Regions from separate parts of the Capra hircus genome. Here region 1 is linked to region 2. The links are chromatin contacts, called in public Hi-C maps. All regions are on one chromosome and are shown on one strand. Each heading gives the region's core, a stretch centred on a gene start, on an enhancer-like site or on the middle of the called end of the contact. The rest is flanking DNA. Distances are from core to core; before and after follow the strand shown. Region 1 overlaps DNM2 (dynamin-2). Region 2 holds the start of DNM2 (dynamin-2).

Evidence for each region. A called contact is a pair of places that touch in the nucleus more often than the background predicts.
Region 1: a contact with region 2 is called in a Hi-C map of blood, with 3 times the contacts expected there. The contact joins the enhancer-like site here to the promoter of DNM2 in region 2. A contact is called at or near these places in 2 of 5 Hi-C or Micro-C datasets (both in blood).

What each region holds. Positions count from the first base shown.
Region 1 is chr7:95,125,468-95,132,290 of ARS1.2, forward strand. It overlaps DNM2 (dynamin-2), which reads left to right. Exons shown (of 21, transcript XM_018051081.1): 6 at 247-407; 7 at 3,958-4,100; 8 at 6,593-6,728. Among named protein-coding and RNA genes, the nearest start is that of TMED1, 37 kb to the right of the region's middle. Within about 2 kb of position 4,129, at least 1 of the 5 cell types and tissues checked has an H3K27ac peak or open chromatin away from gene starts, as enhancers often do.
Region 2 is chr7:95,071,848-95,077,787 of ARS1.2, forward strand. DNM2 (dynamin-2) reads left to right here and starts at 2,415. Exons shown (of 21, transcript XM_018051081.1): 1 at 2,415-2,764. The coding sequence starts at 2,604.

The DNA of each region.
Region 1 (6,823 bases), core at 2,879-5,378, 55 kb after region 2:
TCTCCAGTCCCTCTCACCAGGCTGAATGTAATCTCTCCTTCTGAACACTTACGTTGCTCTGTGTTTGGATTCTCAGTGTTGCCTCTGAGTAACTCATGAGGCTTCTCACCTCATCTGGGAGTGACTGGGAGGGCGGGATCCATGTCTACACCTGCATATTGTCCAGCCCCATGGCTGGCCTGTAGTGGGCGTCTGGGTTCCTAGGCTTGCCTGGCACTGCCGTGACCTGACCCTCTCTCTCCGTAGGCTACATTGGAGTGGTCAACCGCAGCCAGAAGGATATTGAGGGCAAGAAGGACATCCGCACAGCACTGGCGGCTGAGAGGAAGTTTTTCCTTTCCCACCCAGCCTACCGGCACATAGCTGACCGCATGGGCACCCCACACCTGCAGAAGACTCTGAATCAGGTACGGTGAGGACTTTGTGCAGTTGCTCAGGCTGTGCACTGCAAAACAGCTGCATTCCACAGTGGTGCTGCCGCTAGTCTAGAGCAGCACTCATTTTAGCAAAGCTGAGTTCAGTGAACGTTTGCATCAGTGCCTGGAGAAGAGTCAGTGCCAGTATTATTATTACCATCACTACTATTGTTACCATTATTTTTTAAGTTTTTCATTGAAGTATAGTTGATTTACAATGTGTTGATTTCTTCTGTACAGCAAAGCAACTCAGTTATACATACATATATTCTTTTTTTTCTTAAGTAGCTTATTGATTTATTTTTGGCCGCACTGGGTCCCTGTTGCTGTGTGGACTTTGTCTTATGGTGCTGAGCAGAGGTCTGCTGTCTGGTTGTAGTGCATGGGCTTCTCATTGCAGTGGGTTCTCTTGTTGCGGACCACGGGCTCTAGGGCACTGAGCCCGTAGTTGTGGCTCACAGGCTCAGTTGCTCTGCGACATGTGGTATCTTCCCAGACCGGGGATTGAACCTCTGTCTCCTGCATTGGCAGGTGGATTCAAAAGGATACAGTGAAGCGCCGTGTGCCTCCTGCCTCTCACCCACCGCTGTAAACACTGCCTGAGTTTCTCTCTGTCCATGAATGCAGAAAGGACTTCTGAGAAGCACATTTCCCGCTTTATCCATAGTCATGGATGCCCCCCATTTCCTTTTAAACTTTTTAAACTCAACAGTATCTCCTGGAGCTCTGTCCCTATAGAAGCCTTATTCACTCTTTTTCATGGCCCTGTAGAAGCCCCTGGACACATGGGCCCTCATCTGTTTCAGTTCAGTTCAGTCGCTCAGTCGTGTCCGACTCTTCGCGACCCCATGAATCGCGGCATGCCAGGCCTCCCTGTCCATCACCAACTCCCGGAGTTCACTCAGACTCACGTCCATTGAGTCGGTGATGCCATCCAGCCACCTCATCCTCTGTTGTCCCCTTGTCCTCCTGCCCCCAATCCCTCCCAGCATCAGAGTCTTTTCCAATGAGTCAACTCTCCGCATGAGGTGGCTAAAATACTGGAGTTTCAGCTTTAGCATCATTCCTTCCAAAGAACACCTAGGACTGATCTCCTTTAGAATGGACTGGTTGGATCTCCTTGAGTCCAAGGGACTCTCAAGAGTCTTCTCCAACACCACAGTTCAAAAGCATCAATTCTTTGGCGCTCAGCTTTTTTCACAGTCCAACTCTCCAGGCTCTTTTTGGAGAGCCACGTGGCTGGTTTCTGAGGCTTCCAGTCAATAAAGGGCTAATGTTCACACTTGATCTTAGCCAAAAGGTGAGAAGGTGTTGGGCTGCTGTTTAATAGCATTGTTTTGCATGTGTGCCAGGTTCTCCGAGAGTGAAATCTGCGAGGTGGGGTTTTGTAGCTGCGGTGTAGCAGGCACTGTGGTCCTCTGTGGCCTTGGGGTTATGAGTTATCCCTCCTCCTTGCTATATGGTGGCACCTTGGGCCGCAGGGTAACAATTTAAAAGTTCTTCCTGCCTGCAGTGGGACACAGTGCCAGTTGGGGAGCTGGGCCCTATCCTGGGGAAAAGGCATATTTCTTTTTTTAATTTTTTGGCCATGCCACATGGCATGTGGGATCTTAGTTACCTGACCAAGGATCGAACCTGTGCCCTTGCAGTGGAAGCACAGAATCTTAACCTCTGGACCACGAGGAAAGTGCCAGGGGAAGGCATATTTTTGATTGGGGGCACTGACTCAGGACAAATCCCCAGATAAAGGCTAGGAACACTTCAAGTGTTAGGAAGCAATGTGGGCTGGCAGAGGGTGGAAAGGCAGAGCATACCTCTCAGGAGAACGAACAGGGAAGTGAGTGTCTGGTGGGAGGGGCCCTGCAGGAAAGGAAGCGGGGGCGGGGGGGGGGGTCTGCCTGGGCAGAGGGCGGGGGGAGGGGAAGGGAAGTAAAACTGTCCGCAGGTGCCTGGGGCTTCCTCTGAGAGCCCAGCTGGCCTTCTGGGAGCCTGGGCCCACATCCTGGTGCTTCCCAGAACGGGGTCCCCCCGCCCCTCTATCGCCCCATGAGCTAAACAGGGTCATGCCCCAGAAAGGCGACAGGGACGAGAGTGGACTGCCGCCCTCGGGGACCTGCAGCTCCCCAGGAAGGGGCCCCCGGTCACAGAGGGTTTCGGGGTGACCGTCAGATTCATGCCACGTGCGTGAGTCTCCTTCACACCTGTTTCCTCCCTCGGTAGGTAGTTTGTCATTTCTTTGTCTTGTAGGACAAAATGCACCACACAGCGGTGCATTTCCATTTGGGTGGTTTGAGTTGATTTTATGGCTTTTATTTATTTTTTTCATTCCTTCTCTCTTTCTCTTTTGAAAGAGTATTTTTAAAACGACAGTCCGGATACAGTGAGTGTTCCATTTCCTCCCATGCCGCGACAGGCCGCCCGACTACCACCCCCAGGCGGCCCGTGTCGCCACTTCCTGGGCTTCTTTCTCAAGACTATAAACCCTGGAGGGGCCGATGTGCCTGGACTGCCGGCCTCCCTCCTGCCTGCTTATCCCGCGTGCCCCGCCTCCTCTCTTTTCCTGTTCTATGCTTTCCATCTTCCTTGTTGCCACCCGAACAGTTAACATATTTACCCACTGCTCTGTATCTGACTTGTTTCTGTTTTTGCCATGCCATGTGGCATGCCGGATTTTGGTTCCCTGATCAGGGATGGACCCCATGCCCATTGCAGTGGAAGCGAGGAGTTCTAGCCACTGGACCGTCAGAGAAGTCTCTGTCTAGGTTTTTCATGAACAGCTCATCTCAAGGCTCACTACCTAATCTTTTCTGCACCGCTGCCTCCTTTTAAAGTTTGTGAATAACGATCGAGTCCCCATGGTTAAAAACCAAACAGTCGGGGGTGGTCTGCGGGAAGGGTCCTCCTGACCCTCATGAACCATCCTGCACTCTGTGCAGATGAAGGTGTGTTCTCAATTCTCCCCATCTTCTCAGAAGGGATCACATCCTACATGTGTCCTGTGCCTTTTCCGGTGAACCGTTTCTGTCATGGTTTGTAGGGCCCGTTCCTGTGGTCTGTGTCTGTCAGTCCTCCCGTGCCTGGGTCCTGCAGTGGCTTTGTAGCCTTTACAACTTTATTCATTTATTTATTTGGCTGCATCAGGTCTTAATTGTGGCACCCAGGCTTTGTTGCCCCACGACCTGTGGAATCTTAGTTCCCTGACCAGGGATCAAACCCCTGCAGTGGAAGGTAGATTTCTAACCACTGGACCACCACCAGGGAAGTCCCTCCTAGACTTTGTTCTGTTCTCCAGTGAGCGACACTGGCTGTTCACGGCCAGCACTTGGGTCCTGCTCTCTTGATCCATGGTGTGCGCGGCCCAGTTGATCCGCCCTCTCCCAGGTCCCCGTGGGCTGTCTGCAGCCTTGCGCTGCTGTGGACCAGGCTGTGTCACCCTTCCCTGCTGCTCGGGGTTTCCACTGGTCCCTTGAAGCTGGGGATGGAGCAGGTCTGCCCCTTCTCAGCATCCTGCCTGTGCTGACCTCTGACCTCTCTCCCACAGCAACTGACCAACCACATCCGGGAATCACTGCCGGCCCTGCGCAGCAAGCTGCAGAGCCAGCTGCTATCCCTGGAGAAGGAGGTGGAGGAGTACAAGAACTTCCGGCCCGATGACCCCACACGCAAGACCAAAGCTCTGCTGCAGTACGTGCCCCTCCCTCAGCCTGGCACTCACCCAGGAGGCTCGAGGGCCTCCTCCCAGCCATAGGCTCCCCACCCATCCATCTGTTCAGCAAACCCTTCACCAGAGCCTCCTGTGTGCTGGGCCCTGTCCTGTGCACCAGGGTTGCTCCAGTGTGTGGGGCAGACACCCCATGTGCTCAGAAAGGGGAGAGGAGAGGGATGAGACAAGATAAGTAAATAAGAACATGTGAATAATCTGTGAAATGGCAAAATGTCAAAGTGGGGAAGGGGCTGGAGAGTGCCAGGGTAGGCTTGGGGTGCTGTTTAAAATCAAGTGGTCAGTGAAGAGTCAGGCAGAGACTGAAGAGGTGAGGAAGCGGCTGTGCAGTCCTGGGGGTGGGGGCCTGGCCAGTGCAAAGGCCCTGCCTGAGGCAGGATTGCATCTAGCGTGTTGGAGAAGGCCCATGTGGGTGGAGCGGAGTGAGTGGGGGGAGAGTAGGAAGGAATGAGGCCCAGGAGGGAGCAGGGTAGGGCCTGCAGGGCCTCTTAGACCACGGGTCTTAGTTTTTGCTCTGAGTAAGGTGGGAGCCATGGAGTGTTCTGAGCCCTGGTAGGACCTGGCCTGACTCAGGTGTTCACGGGCGCCCCCTGGAGGCTTCAGGGAGAACAGACGTAGGGGAGGGCGCTGTGCCTTGTGCCAGCTACTCCTGCTTCAGTTCAGTTCAGTTCAGTTGCTCAGTTGTGTCCGACTCTTTGCGACCCCATGGACTGCAGCACGCCAGGCCTCTCTGTCCATCACCAACTCCCGTAGTTTACTCAAATTCATGTCCATTGAGTTGGTGATGCCATCCAACCATCTCATCCTCTGTCATCCCCTTCTTCTCCCGCCTTCAGTCTTTCCCAGCATCAGGGTCTTTTCACATGAGTCAGCTCTTCGCATCAGGTGGCCAAAGTACTGGAGTTTCAGCTTCAACATCAGGCCTTCCAATGAACACTCAGGACTGATCTCCTTTAGGATGGACTGGTTGGCTCTCCTTGCAGTCCAAGGGACTCTCAAGAGACTTCTCCAACATCACAGTTCCAAGAGCATCAGTTCTTCGGCACTCAGCTTTCTTTATAGTCCAACTCTCACATCCATACATGACCACTGGAAAAACCATAGCCTTGACTAGATGGACTTTTGTTGGTGAAGTAATGTCTCTGCTTTTTAATATGCTGTCTAGGCTGGTCATAACTTTTCTTCCAAAGAGTACATGTCTTTTAATTTCATGGCTGCAGTCACCATCTGCAGTGATTTTGGAGCCCCCCAAAATAAAGTCACCCACTGTTTTCACTGTTTCCCCATCTATTTGCCATGAAGTGATGGGACGGGATGACATGATCTTCGTTTTCTGAATGTTGAGCTTTAAGCCAACTTTTTCACTGTCCACTTTCACTTTCATCAAGATGCTCTTTAGTTCTTCACTTTCTGCCATAAGGGTGGTGTCATCTGCATATCTGAGGTTATTGATATTTCTCCTGGCAATCTTGATTCCAGCTTGTATTTCATCCAGCCCAGCATTTCCCATGATGTATTCTGCACATAAGTTAAATAAGCAGGATGACAATATACAGCCTTAACGTATTCCTAGGACAGTGCAGAGGACTGGGGGAAAACAGTTAGAAATGCTAAAGACAACCATAACACTAATAAATATCTTAGTTCTTTACCACTCACTTCATCACAGCCCTAATCAGCAATACTCTAGAGACACTTTTTAAGGGCTGGGCTGCATTCTAAGGGGCCAGGCGTGGTTTTACCACATTTCATGAATTACGTGTGCACTAAAAAGTCTTCACTTCTCTGAAAGCAAATTTCAGGTGGATTACTATTCATTGGCAGCATGTTTCTTTTTTTGTGGGGTGTCCAGGCTAGTAGTGCATTTTGAGATTGATGCCTTTTCTGAGTTGATAAAATCTTGAAACTCCTTAAATATCCTTACAGTGACCCTACATGGAGATACTGTTAGAATCAGCCCACTTTGGAGATGGAGATACTGAGGCTTAGAGGGCAAACCCACCTGTCCAAGGCCTCATAGCCCATCAGTGGTGGAGTCTGCGACTCCAGACTGGGAGGCGGTAGGAACTAGAGGAAGCCACCCAAACGGTGTGGAGGTGCTCCGTTTATATATCACAGTTCTACTGAATTAGGCCAAACCTCAGGGCAGAGGTTGCTGAGCTGTGATTCCCCCCTCCCCCACACCTCACTCTTTTGCAAAAGGGAGTGATAACTGCCCCTCGTGCCCCCAGTTCAATGAATGAATGATCATAGTAGGCCTGTGGAGGGGGCCTGGCGTGTAGCCAGTGCTTGCCCTCGACAGAGCCTGGATTTTGTCTGTTTTTTTGACCCACACATACATTTTGTTCCCAAAAAAATAAAAGGAGGAAAGTAAGCCATGGCTTGACTTGGGACATAGTCCCAGAGCCGTGTCAGTGCCTCTGCTTTGACGTTCAGCTTTTCTCTTTCCGCACAGGATGGTCCAGCAGTTTGGGGTGGACTTTGAGAAGAGGATTGAGGGCTCTGGAGACCAGGTGGACACACTGGAGCTCTCCGGGGGCGCCCGGATCAATCGCATCTTCCACGAGCGATTTCCCTTCGAGCTGGTGAAGGTAGCGCTGCGCAGGCCGGGCCCTCTGCTCAACCTTGACCCACCCGCTCAGTTGACCTTGAACCTGGCTTCTTCCCAGGCCACAAGGTCTTGAGC
Region 2 (5,940 bases), core at 1,165-3,664:
ACCAAAGCAGCACTGGTGTCTGGGAACCCAGCTTGTAGGTAATGCCTAGAGTGAGAGTTGCATCCTTTTCCTGTGACTCAGACCCCAAGCCATCCTGGGGGGTAGGTGGAGTGAGGACTCTTGTCTTCCCCCTTTTGTAGATGAGGAAACAAGTCCAGAGAGGGGGAAATCACTTGCCCAAGGTCACCATTAAGGAAGTAGCAGCTTGGCTCCAGAGGTCTGGCTCTTAGCCTTGACTCTTCAAACTTGTGGCTTAATTTCATTGTCAGTAAACACAGTGATGAAAATATATGTGATCCAGAAGGTGCTTACAGGGCTTCCCAGGTGGCTCAGTGGTAAATAATCAGCCTGCCAACGCAGGAGACGTGGATTTGGTCCCTGGGTCAGGAAGATCCTGAGATCTCCAGGAGAGGGAAATGAAAACCCACTCCAGTATTCTTGCCTGGAGAATGCCATGGACAGAGGAGCCTAGCAGGCTACAGTCCATGGGATCGCAAGAGTCAGACACAACTTAGCGACTACACCACCACCACAGTATTCTTGCCTGGGAAATCCCACGGACAGAGGAGGCTGGCAGGTTACAATCCATGGGATCTCGAAAGAGTTGGACAGGACTTAGCTGGCTAAACAACAAAGAAGGTGCTTGCACCATGCCTGACACTGTTCTAAACAGTTGTCAAATGTATTTAACTTTTGCAACCTTATGGTTTCTCATTTTACAGATAAGGAAACTGAGAAATGAAGTCACTTGGTCATTATCACCCAACAAAGAAACAGGCCCAGGATCTAATCCAGATATGGCCAGTTACAGAGCTGGTGCTCTGAGCTGCGGTGTTTTTAAATTGAAACATAACGCATGTAGAAGGATGTACAGTCACATATAAATTTCTCAATTTGTGTATCCATGAATATGAATGTCAGCATCTTTTACGTGCTGTTCTGTACCTTGCTTTTTTTTTTTTTTTTTTTTGCCAGTAAACAACTTAACCTTTTATTTGCCCAAGGCCAGCTTCCTGCAGGAGATGGGACAGTAGATAAAGTGTACCCTGCGCCATCAAGTATCTCCTCAATTTTGTGTGTCAGTCGCTCAGTCATGTCCGACTCTGCAACCCCATGGACTGTAGCCCACCAGGCTCCTCTGTCCAAGGGATTCTCCAGGCAAGAGTACCGGAGTGGGTTGCCATTTCCTTCTCCATGTACCTTGCTTCCCCCCAACCTTTCTCTTAGTATACTGTATCTCAAATTGTTTACACTTTAGTACATGAAAATTTACTCAATTTTGTTTATGGATTATAAACAGTATTTACTTAATGAGCTCCATGGATGAGCAGTTAGGGTATTGCAAGTTTCTGCCACCGTAGTCAAGGCTGCAATGCCAAACACTGTCAGTCTTTTTGCTTGTCTCTGAGACCTGCAGTTTTGGGTCATGAAGAAGGCAATTCCACTCTGCCATTCTTTCACCCCTTGTTTCTCCATTCCCCTGTTACTGCCTGGCCCAGTCAGACTACTTCCCCACCTCCTTTGCTCCTAACTCCTTACTGAGCTACTTCTCTCTGGCTTAGTTTTCTGAATGTTGAGCTTTAAGCCAACTTTTTCACTCTCCACTTTCACTTTCATCAAGAGGCTTTTTCTTTCCTCTTCACTTTCTGCCATAAGGGTGGTGTCATCTGCATATCAAAGTATATTTGGACCTTCAAAATATGTTGGGACCCCGCGCAGGGAGCTGATTTGCAAGCTCGCGGCTAAGATGCATTTTGAGACTTGTAGTTTTCTTTAGAGCCCAGAAACACAAGTGACTATCAGCACTGAGTCCTACCACTAGGCGGCGCGCGTTGCCTCGTACTGTGAACCTATCCTATGCTCCAGAAGACCCTACTTGCCATACGACATTCACAAACTAGAACGGGGCGGGGGAGGTTTTTTGATGGACAGATACGGCTTTCAATCAGAGTCAAGATTTGGAAGTTAAATCCCACCCTCTTTGACTTGTTGGGTGATAGAAGGGAGTGATATTTATATAAACCAATGGGAAAATTTTAGGGAACTAAATAGAGTCAAGCGAAGAACCGATCCCTAGTATCATTGGCCAGCCTTGTTGATTGGTGGGTCTGCTTGCCAATAAGACTAGCGGATGTTCCTTCTATCCGGGAACACCCCCTAGTAGGCGGGGCCAACATGCCTTTTCCCGAAACACCGCCTCCCGGCCGAGACAACTCGCTTGCCGCTGCTATTGGCTCTTGCACAATAGCGACAGTTCTTGCGCCCAATGAGTCAGAGAATAGGCCCCAGGGGGCGGGCTCATTCGGCAATCGGCCCGTGCCTCACTTTCATTGGTTTGTGTGCAGAAGTGACAACCCAGCCGGCCAATCGGAGTTAGTCCGAGGATTTTTGGCGCAGCCCCAGGGCTCCGGCGGGAGGTCGGTCGGGTCGGGTGTCGCTTGAGAACCGGATGAGGCGGCGACCGTGAGGCCGAGCCGGGAGCGGGCGTCGCGCCGAGGCCCGGGCGGGCGGGGAGCAACGGCTGCGGACGCCGCGGGGCCGCGTCGTTGAGGGACAGGGTCGGGCGAGGAGCGCGGGTCGCTCGGGCCGGGGCCACCGGCGCCATGGGCAACCGCGGGATGGAAGAGCTGATCCCGCTGGTCAACAAGCTGCAGGATGCCTTCAGTTCCATCGGCCAGAGCTGCCACCTGGACCTGCCACAGATCGCCGTGGTGGGCGGCCAGAGCGCCGGCAAGAGCTCTGTGCTCGAGAACTTCGTGGGCCGGTGAGCGAGCTCGGTGGCGACGGCGGGCGGGCGGCGGCCTACGGCGCGGAGGGCGGACTGGGAATGGCGCGCCCTGCGCCGCCGGCGTAACTGCGGCGCTTGCGTGCCCGCGACCGGGACGGGGACAGGGGGGCGGGCCCTGTGGGACGCCCTGAGTGGTGGGCTCCCTGTAGGGGCTGGGGAGCCGGCCCAGACCTAAGGGGTGTCCCACGCGCTGGGGGGCATGGGCCAGGAAGTGCAGTGCAAGACCTCTGACTCTCTGGCCCCCAGCTCTAGTGGGTGAATTCTACCATCTGGTTGTCTCTCTGTCCTGAACCTGTCTCCTGGATATTTACTGGGCCGATCCCCGTGGTCTGGCCGGCTGCTCATTGATTTGGAGCAGTTCCTGTCGTCTGGCTTGCTGTCTCTCTGTCCTGGATAGGCTTCCCTGCCACCACCATTTGGCTGTCCATCTGTCCAGGACCGCAGGGCAGCCCCCTGCTGCCTGGCTAGCTAGCCAGAAGGCCCTGTCCTGTCTGGTTGCCCATCCGTGCCCCTCACAGACTTAGCTCTTCCTCTGTTGGGTTACCCAGCTGGCCTGTGCTGTCTGACTGGCTGGCTGGACCCTGGGAGACCCTGTTGTCTGGCTCTCCTGGGCTGCCTCTTCAACTTGGTGCCTGGCGAACGCTGGCTCCTCGCTTCCAAGTGGATCCTTTTGTCTTTGTGTCATGGTGTCAGTCCTTCTTGTCTCCCTGACCCCACTTCTGGGCAGGGGATGAGAGGAGCTTGCAGAAGAGAAGGGGGCTGAAGGGTGAGACTTGAACTCCTCTCCTCTGAATTGGAAGTAGGACCCTGGGGGGCAGACTTTTTCCAGGAGTCTTTCCTGGCCCATGTCAGGTTGCCTGCAGGGCCCTGGAACATGGGGACCAGCCCCCAAGCCAAAGCCTGCATGGTGGGGATCCTCCTTGGATCCTGAGAGGAACTTCTGGCCCGATCAGGCTGCAGTGGCAAAAGCTTGGATATAGCCTTCCCTGGGAAGCCCCGAGAAGTTTCAGTTTGCCCATCTGTCCAGTGGACAAATTCCACTCTGGGCTGTTTCCAGGATTCACAAAGCTAATGGAGGAGAATGGGCCCTGTGGCCACTGAGAGTGGTTACCTCTCCCCTCTCCTCCCCCCACCTCTTTTCCTTCTGTCTCCCAGATGGGGGGCCACTTCTCCATTCTGGGAAGGACTCCATTTGCGACTGCGGCTGCCAGATGATAACGTCATGGCGGTTGGTAGTTTACTCGTGAAGTCCTGTGTCCGACTCTTTGTGACCCCATGGACTGTAGCCCACCAGGCCTTCTGGTCCATGGTATTTCCCAAGCAAGAATACTGGAATGGGTTAGCATTTCCTCCTCCACGGGATCGTCCCAACCCAGGGATTGAACATGTGTCTCCTGCATTGCTGGCAGATTCTTTACCGCTCAGCCAGCAGGGAAGCCCTGATAACGTCATAGTCATCATCATGTTCATATTGTTGTTGTTATCATTGTTAAAGAGGTTCATCCAGCAGCCCCCAAGCTGACTTCTCTCTTGGTTCAGCTCAGAAAAGACTTGCTGTTTGCCCAAGGCCACCAGGCTGGCACTCAGTGGAGCCCAGCTGGGTGCTCAGCCCCGCCCCGCCTGCACAGTGGCCTAGGGTTTTGCTCCCAGCGGCATGAATTTCCTCCTTTGCTGCTGTGTCCCTGGCGAAATGCCCTCTTTCTACTGTGGCGGAAAGGTGTGTGGACTTGGGATCAGCCCAGCCTGGGTCCCCTGCTTGGCCATCCTCCTGCCTACCCAGGCTTCCGGTGGGTGTCTGCAAAGCTCTGTCCATTTCGTCTGCCTCGTGACCTTGCGCAGGTTGTTTGACCTCTCTGAGCCTCAGTTTTCCCACCAGAAAAAGGGCTAATGGACCCTTAACAGGACTTGCAAGGATGTAGTGACACGGTGTGTTAAAAGTGCTTACTTAGCATAGTGCCTGGCACCTAGTGGGTCTCCTTGGAGGGTGCTGTTGCTCACTAGGCTGGTTCCGTCGTGGGTGTGTGTATGCTTAGTTGCTCAGTCGTGTCAACTCTTTGTGAGTCTGGACTGTAGCCCTCAGGCTTCTCTGTCAGTGGGATTTCCCAGGCCAGAATACTGGAGTGGGTTGCTATTTCTTTCTCCAGGGGATCTTCCCTACCCAGGGATCAACCCTAGGTCTCCTGCTTTGCAGGTGGGTTCTTTACTGGCTGAGCCACCAGGGAAGCCCCGGTTCCTTTCATATCAATAACCAAAGCTAGTCAGAATTAAAGTGCTCTGAAGTTACACATTGGACTTTACTGAAGCCTCATGAGGCTGGCACTGCTATGATCCCATTTTCTAGAGCAGAAAACTGAGGCCCAAAGAGCTGAGCATTCTTACAAGAGGTTGTTCAGTGAAGGATCAAGGTCTCTGGGTTGGGGAAACCCAGGGTCTCTCCCATCCCCACCTCTCATCGATCCCTCTGTCCCTCACTGTTCCCTCCCAGCCACCCTGGAACCTGGTGACTGCCAGCTGCTACCAAGCTGGCTCCTGTGGCAACCTCCTCCTGAGCCTGCAGCGTGGCATCCGTCATTATGGGCATTGACTCAGGGCTTGAGAACCAAAGCTGTGAAAAGGCCTCTCTTTGGATAGGGGGTTCTCAAACGAAGCCAACTTCTTTTTACTGATGGAGCGTGGGTAAGGCTCCTCAGCTAAAAGCCCTGACACAGGCGGATGGCAAGCAGGCCTCGCTTCAATCCCCCTGGCTGCTGCTTTCTGTGACTGTGGCTGAACTGTGCTACAGACAGGGGCCCCTTTCCTCCTGTGGGCATTAGACCCGCACAGAGCATCTCCTGGCTGGTTTCAAGGGACAGACAGGAGAGCACGTCTTCAGGCTCTGTGTGCCTAGAGCATGGCTGCTCCTTTTCCTTGCCTCCTCCCAGTGGATTTTTTTAAGATCGTGGTCTGAGTGAGAATAGACCTGTTAGCTCAGCTTGGGAGACAAGCAAGAGAGGGCGGCAGAGGTCAAGTCCTCCAGCTCAGAGTCTTGATCCTGTGAGTCTTTGCCTCTGAGCCTCAGTCTCCCCAGCTGGGGAATGGGGCTATTAACAGTGTCTACTCATGGGCCCCATGCAGGCCACCAGGCTGGGTATGCTTCACCTCTTAAGGCATTG